Linked DNA regions of Sus scrofa: region 2 is linked to region 1. A link is a contact called in public HiChIP or PLAC-seq data. All regions are on one chromosome and are shown on one strand. Each heading gives the region's core, a stretch centred on a gene start, on an enhancer-like site or on the middle of the called end of the contact. The rest is flanking DNA. Distances are from core to core; before and after follow the strand shown.

Evidence for each region. HiChIP or PLAC-seq counts read pairs in DNA pulled down with a chosen protein or histone mark.
Region 2: an H3K27ac HiChIP or PLAC-seq map of alveolar macrophages shows a contact between it and region 1. The contact joins two enhancer-like sites. A contact is called at or near these places in 10 of 47 Hi-C or Micro-C datasets (alveolar macrophages, embryonic fibroblasts, heart right ventricle and 5 more) and 1 of 2 datasets of contacts at active chromatin or transcription factors (alveolar macrophages).

Annotation. Positions count from the first base shown.
Region 1 is chr1:223,335,712-223,340,613 of Sscrofa11.1, forward strand. No RefSeq gene overlaps it. Among named protein-coding and RNA genes, the nearest start is that of C1H9orf135, 180 kb to the left of the region's middle. Within about 2 kb of position 1,725, at least 2 of the 83 cell types and tissues checked have an H3K27ac peak or open chromatin away from gene starts, as enhancers often do. A contact at or near this core is called in alveolar macrophages, where this site is marked.
Region 2 is chr1:223,461,360-223,466,175 of Sscrofa11.1, forward strand. No RefSeq gene overlaps it. Among named protein-coding and RNA genes, the nearest start is that of MAMDC2, 78 kb to the right of the region's middle. Within about 2 kb of position 2,067, at least 3 of the 83 cell types and tissues checked have an H3K27ac peak or open chromatin away from gene starts, as enhancers often do. A contact at or near this core is called in alveolar macrophages, where this site is marked.

The DNA of each region.
Region 1 (4,902 bases), core at 475-2,974:
ATTTAACTTAGCTTCTTGTCATTTCTTCTCAGAGATTCCACATGTATGTTTGGTTCCCCAGTAATGAGCCCTTTATTTGTAACTGCAGAAAATGCATTATGTGAAAATTGAAGAAGAGAGATTACACTCTATTCCCAAGCACCACTTTTCTATTCTCTGCAAAGTTCCATAGAGATGATCCACAAATGAGAACTCTAATTTTAATGTCTGTGTTTGGAAATTATTTTATTTCTGAGTAGCAGCTTTACATCACCTATTTTCAATTTTGTCTCTTTTTTTCTCTTATCAAGAAAAAATATTTTAGGTCATAATGCATTCATATGAAATTTTTAATGTAGCAACATTCTGTTGGGTTACCCAAAGAAGAATAGGAATGACTGTTCTGAAAAGGCATTCTGAAATGAAATTAACTTTATTTATTTGTCTTTTTAGGTTCGCACTCATGGCATATGGAAGTTCCCAGGCTAGGGGTTGAATTGGAGCTGTAGCCACTGGCCTATGCCACAGCCACAGCAACACCAGATCCAAGCCACTTCTGTGACCTACACCACAGCTCACTGAAACGCTGGATCCTTAACCCACTGAGTGAGGCCAGGGATTGAACCTGTGTCCTCACGGATACTAGTCAGATTGTTTCTGCTGAGCCACAACAGGAACTCCCTGAAACTAAATAGAAATCATGTTCTATGACAACATTGTCTAAATTTAAAATTGTATGTAAAATATCACATAAGACATTTAATAAATAGCCATGCTTTATTTCAGTATAGACAGAACCACAGAATGAAAGAATACTGCTAGAGCTGGAAGAAATATTAGAATTTCTGGGGGACTTTTCCTCATTTTACAGGTGAGGAAATTGAAATCCAACACAAGAAAATTAGGAGGAGGGTTAGCTAGCATTGTGTCAGCTGCCAATCTATAAAGAGCACTAAACCACTACTAGGATAAAAGAGAAATCAGAGCCAGATAACTCAGGTGTTCATATCCAGCTCCTTATTTGTATATTTAGCTGAAATTGGCAGTCTGCTGAAATATCTGGAGCTAAAGAATGTGTGGTGTAGTGTGTTAACAAATTGTAAGTGCTTATTTATTATCTGAATTTTAGTTTCTTTGATAAGCCTGCAAGCACATTAATTTTTAAATTCACAAAAGAAATGAGGATAAGAAATACAGAAGAATGGATGATATATTCTTAAGAGATTTTAGAAGCAATGATCCAATTGTGGCCAATAGAAAATATACTATCAATTAAATTTATTTCTGAAAGTGAGCACTTTCAAATTCTCTCTAATCCTACAAATTGACAAACATGAAAAAGTAATGGTTGACCGAGTACTAAAATCATTAGCTTTCTCAGATTCCCACAATTCTTGGGAGAGGCTTTTCCAAGATCATGGAGCCATGGCTACATTCATATCAGCTGATATAACTAAACAAACACTGGTGCTGTGCCTGTGCCAGAATGCTGGGGCTACACAAATAAGATATGACCTAGTTCCTTTCCCCAGGATCTTACATTCAAATCACAAGAAACATATGCAGACATGAAAATACTACAGACAAGATCTTTGCTGAGATAGCTGGAGGTCCCGAGGAACACAGAAAGCAGAAATCCTGTGTCTGCTGGTGGCAACTAAAAGCTTCACAGAGGGGGCCACATTTGGACTGATAATTGAAGGATAAGTAGGAGTTTGTAGGTGGAAGAGGAAAAGAAAGAGGAACCAAGAGGTCATCTGGTCAATGGAGACATCAACTCATGCAACCATAGCCTAGAAGATTGGGAAACTTATTCATTAGCATGAAATATTCCACTAAAACATTAATATTATTCATGAAAAACATCAGCAAAAAAATGAGGTGTAGTGGTTGTAATGATGCAGCACCCAGACCCACCTTTGGACCTTATGGATTTATTCCTCCATGTGCTGAGAGTGATGCTGAGACTGTCCTCAGCTCTCAGACTTCTCCAGGAAGGCCTATCTGAAAGGAGCTCCTTTTCTTAAGGGCTCATCCTTTCTTTGGGGTCAGGGTGGAGGGGCCCCAACTTGAGACAGGGCTGAAGGGCTCACTGCTATCTCAGAGCTCCCCGAGGGACCGGCTAAATCTGTCTGCATCATCAACCTCTTCCTCCACTCAGCCCTGCTTTTGTCTCTTTCCACTACTCTTGATCCCAAGAACATTCATTAATAAGTTGCCTGAATATTAATCTCCATATCAGTGCCTTCTCCTGATGGACAGAAATCATTAAATATAAGATCAAGGAAGATATAGAGTATCCCAACACACAGGAGCCCACCAGTCCTGCACTCACTGAAGGGTGGTGGGATAAGAAGCCAGGACTGGTCACCAACTTAGGACGATCACATCTGAACCTTTCCTTCTAGCACTTTCCACTTAGAACAGCTTTGCCTTTTCAGTCCTCTTTCTTTCTTTCTTTTTAAAATCTTTTTGCCTTTTCTAAGACTGCTCCAGTAGCATATGCAGGTTCCCAGGGAAGGGGTCTAATCAGAGCTGTAGCCACCGGCCTACACCAGAGCCACAGCAATGCGGGATCTGAGCTGAGTCTGCGACCTACACCATAGTTCACAGCAGCGCTGGGTCCTTAACCCACTGAGCAAGGCCAGGGATGGAACCCGCAACCCCATGGTTCCTAGTCAGATTCGTTAACCGCTGAGCTACGGTGGGAACTCCTTCCAGGCCTCTTTCTGACAACCTCTAAACCCTTTCCCCCGTTCCTACCTCCATGGGTTTCTAGAAATTTCTTGGGATCCTGCTTCTAGGTGACTTTTCTATAACCTCTAGCCAGTTCTATTACTGGGGCTCCTCCAGATTTTCCTCCAGTTCACATTAGAATTCTTTGACTACTATTTCTCAAAATGTATTGTTCCGACTGCCTGAATCTGAAGCTTCTTTATAATACAGATAATAGGCTCCATTCCAGTCTACTAATTCAGGTGAAGAAGTGGGATCCTAGAGGGAAGATTCTGTATATATAAGCCCTTGGGAGATTCTTACGCCCACTGAAGTTTCAGAATCTTTTTCTTAGAATCTGGGGAATGTACCAAAGAGAAGTAATGACAGGTGTTTTGGAATTACCTGTGGAATTAGTTGTTACATGTAATTTAGAGAGCTTTATAATTCAGTGACAAAACAAGTGTAAATAATGCATTTACTCATGTTGGTGATGACACTAGGGCTTCTATTTGCTGTCATTGCTTGGAACGGAGGCCAACTGAGTCTCATCAGTCTTCTGAAATCGGAGAACTCTAACCACATCTGGAATGGTTCCAGACATTGTCTAGATCTATTGTGGGTTGTTGGGGACTGTTTTTCAGAAAGAATAGTGACTTACTGAAAGACAAGAGGTGATTGACTGTCAGGCATCTCTCAAAGTCTTAGCTTCAGGTCATTTGCAATATATCTATTCAGCTGGAAGATAAATAGCTGTGTTTTAACCTGGGTGGAGCAACCAAGGATTTGCCAAGGGGCACTGAAATTTAGAGAGTGTTGCAGTTGTTGAAAATATTTTTTAAAAAGTCAACTTGATTGAGGTAAAAATTAATTAAATTTAATTAAACTCACCTCTTTTGAGTGTAGAGTTCAGTGATATTTGACAAATACACAACTGTGCAGCCATTACCATGGTCAAGATAAAGAGCATATCTATCATCTCCCAAATTCTCTCCTGCCCCATCATGCCACAGCTGTTTATCTTCCAGCTAGAAAGATACCTGTGAATAACCTGGAGCTAAGCCTTTGAAAGTCACCCATCTGTCTTTCAGCAACTCACTATTCCCTGAAAAGCAGTCCCCCAACAACCCACATAGATCCAAACAATGTCCAGAACCATCCCAGATGTGGTCAGAATTCTCTGATTTTGGAAGCCTTGTCAATCTCTACCTCGCTTCCTGGTGTAAGCCAACCATTGGGCTATTTTCTGTCACAAAGCCTGGGCTTTTCTAAAACAGAAGGATGTCTCCACTAGATATAAAATTCTAACAGGCTTTTCCTTTGGCACTTTAAAAGATGGTGTTTTACCTCCCTTGCATAGTTTCTGATGTTTCCTGTCATTCTTATCTTCATTGCTAGTAACTGTGTCTTTCTCCTCTGGTCACTTTTAAGATTTTTCTCTCCCTGAGTTGTGTTTTGATTGTTGATATGCTTTGATATGTGTGTGTGTGTGGGGGGGTATGTATTGATACTGCTTGGTGTTCACAGAGCTTGAATCTGTGGATTTATGATTTTCATAAAATTTCACTATTTTGGGGGCCATTTATATGTTCAATTTTTTTTGTGTCCCTCTTTCTTATTTATGAGATGGGGATAATGACCATATCTATTTTATAAACTTATGTTGAAGATAATAAAAGTCTGCTACAGAGTTCCCTTCATGGCTGACTAGGATCATGAGGACACAGGTTTGATCCTTGGCCTCACTCTGTGGGTTAAGGATCCAGCATTGCTGTGAGCTGTGGTGTATGTTACAGATGTGGCTCGGATCTGGTCTGGCTGTGGCTGTGGTGTAGGCCAGAAGATACAGCTCTGATTTGACCCCTCGCCTGGGAACCTCTGTATGCTGTAGATGTGGCTCTAAAAAGCAAAAAAAAAAAAAAAAAAAGTCTGCCTCAGATAGGATGTCAGATAATGAGTTATGCAAAACTGATCAGGTTTAAGATTGAAAAGGACACTATTTTCTTTCCCAGTTTTATGAGATATAATTGACCTATAATTTTGTATTGGATTAAGATATATAGCATAATGATTTGATTTATGTAAATTTTGTGAAGTGATTACCACAGTAAGTTTAGTTAACATCCTTCACTTCACATAGTTAATTTTTTTTCCTGTGATGAGAACTTTTAAGACCTATTCTCTTAGCAACTTTCAAACATATAATAC
Region 2 (4,816 bases), core at 817-3,316, 130 kb after region 1:
TTTGCTTAATAAAGTTCATCATGAGATTGGTGTCCAACAGCAATTAACCGAGACAAGCTATCTCATTTTGCCTTGAATTGCTGAACGGCTCCTGACTAGTAGCTGACATACTGAACCAAGGACACATGTTTTGAAGTCTAATTCCCTTCTCCCCCATGTGTTTTGCAGATTTTAATAGAAGGTGTGCTCGGTCAGGGAAATACAGCCAGCATTGCACTCTTTGAAATCAAGATGACAACCGGCTACTGTATTGGTAAGTGGGTTTCCTTTTCATTGCATCAGAGTGTGAATCTTTTTCTAAAAGCTCCCATTGCCAGAGGGAATTGAATCAATCTGAAAGGCAGAGTGTTTTATAGACTACATCACACAGTGCATTTTGAAATTTGCATCGTTTAAGCGTTGTGTGTTGTATCTTCATCTTTAGCAGACAAAGGCTCATTAGAGTTTGCCTGGACTGAGTGGGCTGATGAAGCGACTGTACCCTGAGTCTCTGCCTTAACCTCAACATAGTCTAATAAACATAATTTCCAGTTCACTGTGAATTCAGCTTCTTGTGGCATTTGCCAAAAGAGCCAGTATCATATTACCTCTGTGTTGCCTCCTTCCCTCCATTTCTCTCTTATACACCATTGCTCTGTCTTTATAATCACAGTTGTCATTTCACACTTCATTCCACTTGAACAGGGCTCTTGAGGCACCTCTTCTGTGTCTGCCCCTGAGAGAGTGTAAAGAGACAACATACTCTATGGAGTTCCCTGATGGCCTAGTGGTTAAGGGTCTGGCGTTGTCCTTGCTGTGGCTTGAATCACTGGGATCCCTGGCCTGGGAACTTCCAGAAGGCACAAGTACAGCCAAGAGAGAGAGAGAGAGAGAGAGAGAGAGAGAAAGGCATACTTCATGTCCTGAGGTCACTCACCTTCATTTTGTCTTCTACTGAAGCTGTTTCTATGTATGATAAATTCTGGAAAAGGACTAGCTATGCTGTGAAGATGCAGGGAGGAGGGGAGAAGATCAGGCAAGACTGAATACAGGAGATGCATTTGAGCTAGAGTTTCAGGAGGAGTAGAATTGAGTCAGTGGAGGAGCAGGGTAGGAAGGAAAGGGCTCTCTATAGGCAGACCCCAGTGGGGAAACAGCACAGCCCATGTCCAGGCAAAGGCAAGAGGCCGAGTGGCGTTTGAAGTAAGAATCAGGGCAGCTAAGGGAGTCTGTTATGGAAGAGTCTGGATCCCAGCTGCGGAGCTTGGGTTCCTGAATTATGTGGTTGGGAGGCTCTAAAAGTCAGCCAGCAGCTGCGTTTTCAGATGGTGACTCTGGCTGCCACATGGAAAATGAGTTGGAAACAAGGAAAATATGTCAGAGAGGGAAAAACCCCTAGGAAGAGATTGTGACCTTACAGAGGGGACACAACAAGCATCTAAAATTGGGGTCAGCAGGAGTTTCCATCGTGGCTCAGCGGTTAACAAACTCGATTAGCATCCATGAGGACATGGGTTCATCCCTGGCCTTGTTCAGTGGGTTAAGGATCTGGCGTTGCAGTGAGCTGTGGTATGTGTAGGTCGCAGACACGGCTTGGATCCTGCATTGCTATGGCTCTGGTGTAGGCCAGTGCTACAATTCCAATCTGACCCCTAGCCTGGGAACCTCCATATGCCATGGGTGCGGCCCTAGAAAGACAAAAATAAATAAATAAAAATAAAATTTTTGAAAAATATATAAAAAATAAATAAAATTGGGATCAGCAGTGGAATAAATAAAAGTGGTAAATCTGAGAGATTTTTTTCAGTCCTGCAGTATTTGGAGACTGAATGCCTAAGGGAGGAAGAGACAAGAGAGAAAAGGACAATTCTGAACATGGGAGAGCCTTTGCTAATTCCCTCTCACTTTTCTGTTTTGACCTGCTAGTGGTAATGCTGGTGCAAGTGAAAGATAACATACTTGCAATGTGGCCATTTTCTGAAGGAACAGTGATTTTAGACCCCAGCTCCCTTCCTTGGGCCTCCTGGTAGCTTCATCCCTCATGGATCCCTCCAGGCCACTCAGGTCTTGAAGGCCCCATAGAATTGAGTCGGATACACCTGTTGCGCCACCTGCTGGCATAGTCCATGTATTGCACCCATGGCCTCATTTTCATCACCTGCAAAATGGGGATAAAATGCTTCCCTCATAGGATTGTTGCAGGGACTAATAAGATCATGGATATGAGATTGTTAGGTTTGCTGAGGGAGGAATGCGTAAGGCCAAGTTGGTAAAGCAAAAGAGATTTATTAAAGCATCAGAGGGGCAGAGGCTGAGCTCAAGATGGCCCCAGCCCTGACTGCAAGGAGGTGCTAGGCTTATAAAGGATCAGCGGTGGGAATCTGTGGCTGGAGTTCATGGTGGGAACTTGTGGCAGGAACAATGAAGAAGGAGGAGGGGAAGGTCAAGGGAGGGGTAGGTGGGGAGGGGTAGGTCCCATGACAGTCCTGGACAGAGGGCAGTTAATCCTTGTAGGTGGTTAATCTCTGCTCCACATTCTGGGAAAGGGTATAGATCTTGCACTGGGCCATACCCATGTCCCCAACAGGTATCCAAGGTCAGCAGCCACATTCGGGGGGTGGAGATCTGTCTCCATCCTCTTGGGAACCTGTCAGAGATGACTATCACAGTGCTGGACACTCAAAAACATTAATTTCCTTTCCTCAAATTACTTGATGGCTTCTGGTTGTTTTGAAAGACAAAAGAAGCACAGATACTTTTACCTGGTTGAACCATAGGAACATACTCTCACCTCACATTTCTTTCTGTACATTCTCTTTGCTTCTCTTGTTTCCTCATCTGTAAAATGAGGTATTGATAATAGTGCATATCTCATGGAGTTGTTTTGAGTATTAACTAAGTTAATTCATACAAAGTGCTCACAGTAGTGTCTGGCACATTGAGGAATATTTTGCTTTTTATTTGATTCTGTAACAGCCTTTGGCACTGCATATTGGGCACTGGTTAGCAGATGCTGCTGTGGAAAAACTGAAAATGAAAATCTTAAAAATGTTCAATGCTTGCTCAGGCAGAAGTACTCTGATAGCTCTATCAGTCAGGACCCTGACAGGAAAGTGGAAGCAGAATATATTTAACACGAGTAATGTGAGGAAAACTCACTAAAGGGACTACACAGGTGTGAGTGGGTGAAGGAAGCCAGACAAAGATAATGTAGCAATCCAGGACTAGTCAGAGCAATGACTCCTGAGCCATCAACGTCTTTAGGTCTGAAGGGGCAAAGGAGAAGGGATTACCAGAATCTAAAGACAGTAGCTGTATGGTCCCTTAGTTAAGGGACATAGCCAACCCATGGCAACCTGGAAAGGACAAAGCTGGAGAAATAAACACCATCATCTCTTCTCCTCCGACCTTCCATTGATTGAATCCAATAGAAGCCAGAAGGTAGGAAAGTCTATACCAGTCCACACACGTCCACCTCTGAGGATGGAGCAGAATGGAGGAAAGGTGGGTAGGCCTGGTGGGGCCAGTAGATGACCAGAACAATCACACTTCATATTTTAATTGATGATTGTGGGGTTCAATGGCTTATGAGTGTCTCGTTCCCACTAAAGGAGTCTATTGACTGGGAATAATTTATCTGTGCAAACTTGTCAATGCTGCTAAAAAGGAATGAGGGAGTCTCTTTGTCTTCTCTTTTTTCTCCACTCAGTAGCTGCAGAAGAACCCTATGCCTAGGATATTCTTGCCCCAACTCCTCTGTCTCAGTTCTTGTTTATAAGAAAAGCAAAGGATTTCAGCATCTAGGAAACATGCCCCTTGGCCCTTAGCTTAATATGCTGTCTACCATCAAGAGAGAAGGGGATGGGGAGTGGGCTACCAGAATGTGGTGGATAAAATTTCTGGAGCTAAGAGTATAGCTCCAAATAGTGCTTTGAAACACAGTTGGCCATTCTACGAAGCACTAATTGTGTGCTTGGCACTGTGCTGGCAGCTGTCCACACCACAGCCCCTATTTCACACATGAAGAAATGGAGACTAAGAGAGGTCAGACTGCAAGACACATGGCTAATAAGTGGAAGGGCCATAATCTAAAGAAGCAATGATGAATTATAATCTCTATTCATTATAGGATGTTTCCACTGACATTGTCCAGGGGTACTGGTACAAAGGTCAAAAGGAATGAGAAACGTATCTGAATATCTAAGAGCAAACAGCAGTGAGTCTGAGTGTATACAGGCATAACTACATTCCATAAAGTGTGCTTTTATTTCTCTTTACCAGAATGTGATTTTGAAGAAAATCATCTCTGTGGCTTTGTGAACCGCTGGAACCCCAACGTGAACTGGTTTGTTGGAGGAGGAAATATTCGGAACTCCCATTCCATTCTCCCACAGGATCACACCTTCAAGAATGAACTGGGTGAGCTAGGGACAAATGGAGTTTGTTTGTTTGTTTGTTTGTTTGTTCTTTATGGCCACGCCTGTGGCATATGGAAGTTCCCAGGCTAAGGGTTGAATCTGAGCTGCATCTGCTGGCCTGCACCACAGCCACAGCAATGCTAGATCCAAGCTGAGTCTGCACCCTACACCACAGCTCACAGCAACACCGGATCCTTAACGCACTGAGCGGGGCCAGGGATCAAACCCACATCCTCAGGATACTAGTTGGATTCATTTCCACTGAGCCACAACAGGAACTCCTTTTATTTATTTATTTTTTGCATTTACTTATTAATTTATTTTTAGAAATTAATTTATTTTAAAAATTTCATTGGGGAGTTCCTGCTGTGGCACAATAGGATCAGCAGCATCTCTGGAGCGCTGGGACACAGGTTTGA